Regions from separate parts of the Mus musculus genome. Here region 1 is linked to region 2. The links are chromatin contacts, called in public Micro-C maps. All regions are on one chromosome and are shown on one strand. The core of a region is the stretch at or near the end of the contact, and the rest is flanking DNA. Distances in the headings are between cores, read along the strand shown.

Region 1 (3,087 bases), core at 558-3,057, 68 kb after region 2:
GAGAACTAAATTCCACATATTTAGGAACATGGACTGTATTTCCATGTTCTTAAAAAGGTATATTGGTCAAGGCAGGAGCAGAGACCCTATTTTGCTTATAGCCCATTATGCTGATTTATGACATTTTAATTCAATGAAGCGCACACGTGTGCATGTTTGTGTGTGTGTGTGTGTGTGTATGCATGTGTGTTAGAGTGTACAAGTAGAGGTTAGAGAACAACTCTTGGGAATCAAATCAAACTCAGATTGCCATACCTGCAAAGAAAGCATGTTTCATTTGCTGGGCCATCGTCTGGTCCACATGTTTTTGTTTTTAAGCCAAGGTCGGTCAGGCCCGCCTGGAATTAGAGATCCTCCTGCCTGTCCCCTTGAGTCCTGAGATTACATGGATATATTCTACCTTTCAGCATTTAGGCAGACAGTATGAGGAAGGAAGGATAGGCAAAATCATAATTTAGGGTTGCTGACTTGACCATTTCGTTGCTTCCCCTAATGCCAGTATGGTACTATAAGTCAGAGCGCAATGGACATGTGCAGTGTATAGTGAGCATGTTATAGTGGGACAAGACACGGACACATGCCGTCAGAAGCAGCTTAGATTTATTATGCCTTGATTTTTCAATTGAGTTTTGGTCATTACACATTCAGGAACGGTTTACTGTTGCTGAACTTTTTGACACACAGCTCCCTATCCCTAACCCATTCAGATATGGTGCAATCCCCATGGAGTCCTGACACACTATTAAAGAAATGTTGGTGTCAGGGATGCTTTGCATGAAAATAAAACTACCGACTTGAGAAAAGAGACATAAAATTAAAAGTCTAGGATAAGGAACCACATTGACTACAAGTACGTGTGTACATTTTTTTTTTTTTAATTTCCTATTCCAAGTGGGTTTTAGAATCCAGTTGTCTTTCTTCAGGAAGCCTTTTGCCATGTTGATGGAGGCAAGAATAAAGACTGATTCTGTTCTGGGCCTTTATAACCAGTAGTTCCTCTGAACTGATCTAAGGTTAAGTTAGTCTTGCTGTAATAGTCTGCCCAATTCACTCTGGGGCACCTAGGCTTTTTGTATGGTCACAGCTGAGTTGTGGGACATAGGGTTTATGCCAATGTAGTCTGGCTGGGGGCCTTGTTGGAGAATTGACTGCAGAAGTAAACGGTTTGATTCACAAGGACCTAGTTAGAAACCAAATCTTTCTCCCCTGAAAGGGCTGATGGCAACCTGAGCATTGAAAAACATTCCAGCGTGGGATGGCATATTTGGTTTCTTTGTTTGTTTGTTTTATTTTGTTTGGGGGTGGGGTTTGGTGTTTTGAGACTAGGTTTCTCTGTGTTGTCTTTGTTGTCCTGGAACTCACTCTGTAAATTAGACTGGCCTCGAACTCAGAATTCCTACTGCCTCTGCCCGTAGTGCTGAGATCAAGGGCATATTTGCGGTTCTTAAATTTTGTTTTCTTCTAGCTTTTTGTTTTGCTTTCTAAGTGCTGGTATCAAAACAATCTTGTCACAGGGTCTCTCACTGCAAATTCTAGGAAGGTAAATAAGAAACTGCATCTGATAAAATGAATGCGTGTAGGACGGATTCTGTAGGGGAAGAGAAACACAGCGGTAGCAGAGAGAACGTGACACAGCTCCCTTGTCTTCTCCCTGTACCACCAGGGCTGCTCCACCCTTGCCAGTCTCTCTGTCTTCGCCCCTCCCGGACCCACACCGCGGCTAACCCCGCCTCCTCGGCGCCCCGCCCTTCGCCCCGCCCTCTTCAGGCCGCTAGGCGCCTTGTTTACCCGCGGTGCATGTTGGGGCGGTCTCCTTGGGCAACGCTGGCCCGCCAGCTGCCCTGTGGCAATGCCGCGAGGGCGCGGTGGCGGTGGTGGTGGCCTGCGCCAGGCCTCCGCCACCTCTGCGCCCTTGGCGAGCCCCAGCTACTACGAAAGGGTGGGCCAGCTCCAGCAGGCTCTGCGGGACAGGTACGGCCGCGGGACGGGGCAGGGAGTCAGCGGCGCCACTGAGAGCATCGGGGTACGGTGTCCGGCCCACTTCCCGCCAGTGGTTCACTAGTGTTGGAACTCGCCTGCGACCCCCAACTAGCCCCAGAAGGGGTTAGGAGCACAACTTTACCACGGATGCCCCTTGTTTGAAAGCGCAGAGAGACTGTAATCTCTCATGACAACCAAAGCCAGGTCCCTCAGCCTGCGGATGCGGCCGGAAGTGAGAGTGGGAGTTTTTTTGCCTGCCAGTCTTGATCAAACCTTGTGAATTTCTTTAGTCCTCTCTAGTCCTACATGCCCCCTCCTCACTCTCTCTTCAAGTTGTCATCCTACTTTGACAGCCGCACTGCATCAAAGATGACAGGTCCAGGAACGCAGGCTGGAATGGTGTGTGTGTGTGTGTGTGTGTGTGTGTGTGTGTGTGTGTGTGTGTGTGTGTGTGTGTGTTTGCGCGCGCGCTGTAGTCTTTTAGAAGTGTCTGGGGCTGACTAAATTTCTAGTAAAAGGATGAAATTTTCAACGGGTTCAGCTTCGAGGGTTGGGATTGCCTTTGATTAAGACATGAAAGATGAGAACCATTGGAAAAAGCTAGATCTAAGAATGCATAAATAGAAAAAAGTACAAAGCAATTGACTATAAATAACCACATGGAAAGATAAGTTGTTGGAACACTTATTTAGCTGCCAAATTAATTGGACTTAGAAATCTCATTAGTTGACAAGAAAGGAAATAGATTTTTGGATCTTTTGATAAACAAAACATTTAGTGGGTGTTAAAGTTACAGAATCATTCAGAAGGAACAGGAGGGCTGTAACAATTCTAAGATCATAACAGTAATTGCAGGTGAGGTAAAGTAAGTGATTTTTCAAAGGAATTGCATCTTACACTAGACTTAATTTTTGCCAATTACTTGTTAAGTAACTCCCACGGGCCCTAACTCTTCTTTCCGTGTTTTATCTTCTTTCTACATCCGTTTTTTTTTTTTTTTTTTCCTTCTGACACAGTCCTGCTCACCTACTCTAGGGATCTCTTAATCTCCCACTTAAGAAAAAAAAAATTAACCATTTAGGCGTATGTTGGTGGTGGTCTATGCTG
Region 2 (2,855 bases), core at 215-2,714:
CAGCTGTAAGCCAACATGGACCAGTCAACAAAGAGCTTCTCTTCTGATGACCCAGCTCTACACTCAGAGTTTGGTGGATAAAGGCAGACCCAGACAGGACTGTCATTCAGCTTCCACCAGTTACTCTCCCAAGTGGACTACTTCAGTATGTTCCCAAAAGCACTTCAGAAATTATCCTGCTGGGACCATCCTGGCTGTCAACCAAGGACCAGAACTGACTTTTAAATGGGAAAAGAAGTTGTAGACATCCCCAAATATTGGGGTGGATGCAAAGAAGACAGGCTTGATTTTTGTTTTGTTTTGTTTTGTTTTGTTTTGTTTTGTTTTGTTTTGTTTTGTTTTAGAGATAGGGTCTCTGGTATCCAAGATTAGCCTTGAATTGACTAAGTAGCCAAGTATGACCTTGAGCCTCTGATCTTCTTCTCTGTCTCCACCTCTTGAGTGTCAGGATTGCATCCCACTTGGTCCATGTGGTACTGGAGAGTGAGCCCAGGTCTCCATGCATGCTAGGCAAGCAATCTACCAACAAACCTACATCCTTTCTACTCCTCTCTGGCCTGCCTTTGGGAATCTCCTACCATGGGACAGGCTGCCTGAGTTTGTATATGTTTCCTCAGGATAGAGCCCAAAATGAGGGTTTGGGTTTAGATGACCTGCTGGGGAGCTAGTCCAGGAAGACCATAAGTGATGAAAACCAGTCAAGAGGGAACCAGATTGCAACAGTGAATGGGTTATTGCCATAGGCCCCTGTAACTCCATCCCTGGTAATCCTCTGAGAGCTTGTAAAGAACTACCTCTCTGAGAAGCAAGGATCTTAGTATTGATGGCCATTTCTAGGGTTTTAATTCCATGGCATGTGTGCTCTGCCCCCTTTGAGTACTGATAACCTCAAACAGAGAGAAGCAAGTGTACAAAGCAAGGGGACTGTGAGTTAGGGAGCATGGGCAGAACCCTGGCAGCATCTGCCACATTCCTTAAACTCAGAATGAAGAGTTTTCCCACTCGTGATAGGTCCATTCCTAATACAGTAAAGGAGCCAGTGGTACCCTGACAGTGATTTCTATCCGCCCTCACCCCCACTCTGTCTCCTTGGAGGGAGGGGGATGGATAGAGAGAGTGGGAAAACACTGATGCAAAAAATGCAAAAGACCTCAGCCTGCAGCAGAAAGACCCGGCCTGAATGAATTGCTTGTTCTCAAACAGAAGGAATTTTATTTCAATAGTTAATCCTCACGTGTTGCAACAGCTCCAAGATCACCCCCCAGACGATTATTATTTGCACAGAGTGCTGCAGGCAGGGGAAATCTTCGTGTACCCCTTTTCCTTTTAAATACGAGATCCTGCAGCCCCGCCAAGATATTTGAAAACAAATTGTAAGCTCCGTCTGCCAGCTGGGGGCATGCTGAGACAAAGGAAAGAATTTTCCTGGCAGACCTCACAGGCCAGGAGACCCTTAATCCAGGCAGACAGACTTTAACACATTCTTTCCCTGTTAGGCAGACATTCCTTCATCCTTGAAGACCTTACATCCCAAAGGTCTTGCTTGTAGCCGTAGTCAGTTTGTTCGGTTTAGACTTAGCTATAGTGTCTGTGTGATGTAGTCTTCTAATATCTGTCCGAGGATCAGCTCCAGGACTCCCTTGGATACCTAAATTCATACATGCTTAATCCTTCGAATAAAATAGTAGAAACAGTACAGTCTTTGCACAGACCTTATGAACATCCTCCAGTGTGTGCTAAGTCATCTGGAGGTTACTTGTAGTTCCCAGTACTGTAGGAATGCCATTCAGATAGCTGTTGTACTGTATTGTTAAGGCATAATAACAAGAATAAAGTCTGCATGTGTTCAGTACAGACATTTTTAGAATCTTTTTTTTTTTTTTGGTGTTGGTGGATACAGAGGGCCAACTGTATCAGTCTAAGGCAGCAGAGGAAAAAGGCTCCCCAGGGGTCCATGGTAATTCTAAACAAACAGGTGCTGAGGCTGGGGGGGAGGGGCGAAGGAGCCCACTCTGATTCCACTGAATGCTGCGTGCAGGATTTCTTCCAGAAGACAAGGAGAATTTAAGAAACAAGACAGTGTGTGTTCCACAGTGCAACCCTCGGGGTTACAGCTCATTTTGAAAGAAGCCCTTTACTAGGCAGACAACTTCTTGAGTCTCCATCAGTGGCATCCACTCTGGGAGAAATGATGCAACAAGCTGAATCACATCCTGCAGGACTCACAGGTGGAAAAGGCCGGCCTTCAACTGGTGTTTCAGTTACCTGCTTAGAAATTGCAAAGTTGTGAAGGGAAATGAATATTAAGTGAAATAGCCAACTATAAAGGATATTGTCATTTTCCAAGGGCAGGAAAGTTATGTTTAGCCTGGGAAGAGGTTTAAAAGGATGTTTATATGAGACACAGCAAAATGCACACACATAGATAGACAGACAGACAGACAGACAGACAGACAGACAGACAGACAGACAGACATAGAAAGTGAAAGATTAGAACTACTAACAAGTAGAAGTGGGGAATGAAAAAGTAAAACGTAAAAACAAAATTCTAGGCCTTTGGGCCCAGGCTTGGGAGTGTGGCCTTTGTGGCTCAGTGCTCCGAGGTGTGCTGGTCATAAAACAGATAGCGACTTTCCTCCACCCACCCGCTTCCTGGGTTCAAAGAGTGTTAATTCAAAGAATGTGCTATTGTTAGGGGCTCGTAGAAACTGTCTTGAGAAATAACCCTCACAATTACCAGGTATTCCTCATGACTCTTGTGACTTTGCACTTCCTTGTGACTCTTAACTGGTATTTTTGGTATTTTCCAACAACGCCCTTCCCACCTCCTTGAGTTGTGTTTTCTTCCTTTAAAT

The links. A called contact is a pair of places that touch in the nucleus more often than the background predicts.
Region 1: a Micro-C map of stem cell-derived neurons shows a contact between it and region 2, with 4 times the contacts expected there. The contact joins the promoter of Kiz here to the enhancer-like site in region 2. A contact is called at or near these places in 1 of 484 Hi-C or Micro-C datasets (stem cell-derived neurons), 1 of 115 datasets of contacts at active chromatin or transcription factors (embryonic stem cells) and 2 of 9 other capture datasets (adipose tissue and pancreatic islet).

The regions. Positions count from the first base shown.
Region 1 is chr2:146,854,073-146,857,159 of GRCm38.p6, forward strand. Kiz (kizuna centrosomal protein) reads left to right here and starts at 1,808. Exons shown (of 14, transcript NM_001033298.4): 1 at 1,808-1,971. The coding sequence starts at 1,850.
Region 2 is chr2:146,786,242-146,789,096 of GRCm38.p6, forward strand. No RefSeq gene overlaps it. Among named protein-coding and RNA genes, the nearest start is that of Gm35433, 21 kb to the left of the region's middle. Within about 2 kb of position 1,465, at least 34 of the 459 cell types and tissues checked have an H3K27ac peak or open chromatin away from gene starts, as enhancers often do. A contact at or near this core is called in stem cell-derived neurons, where this site is marked.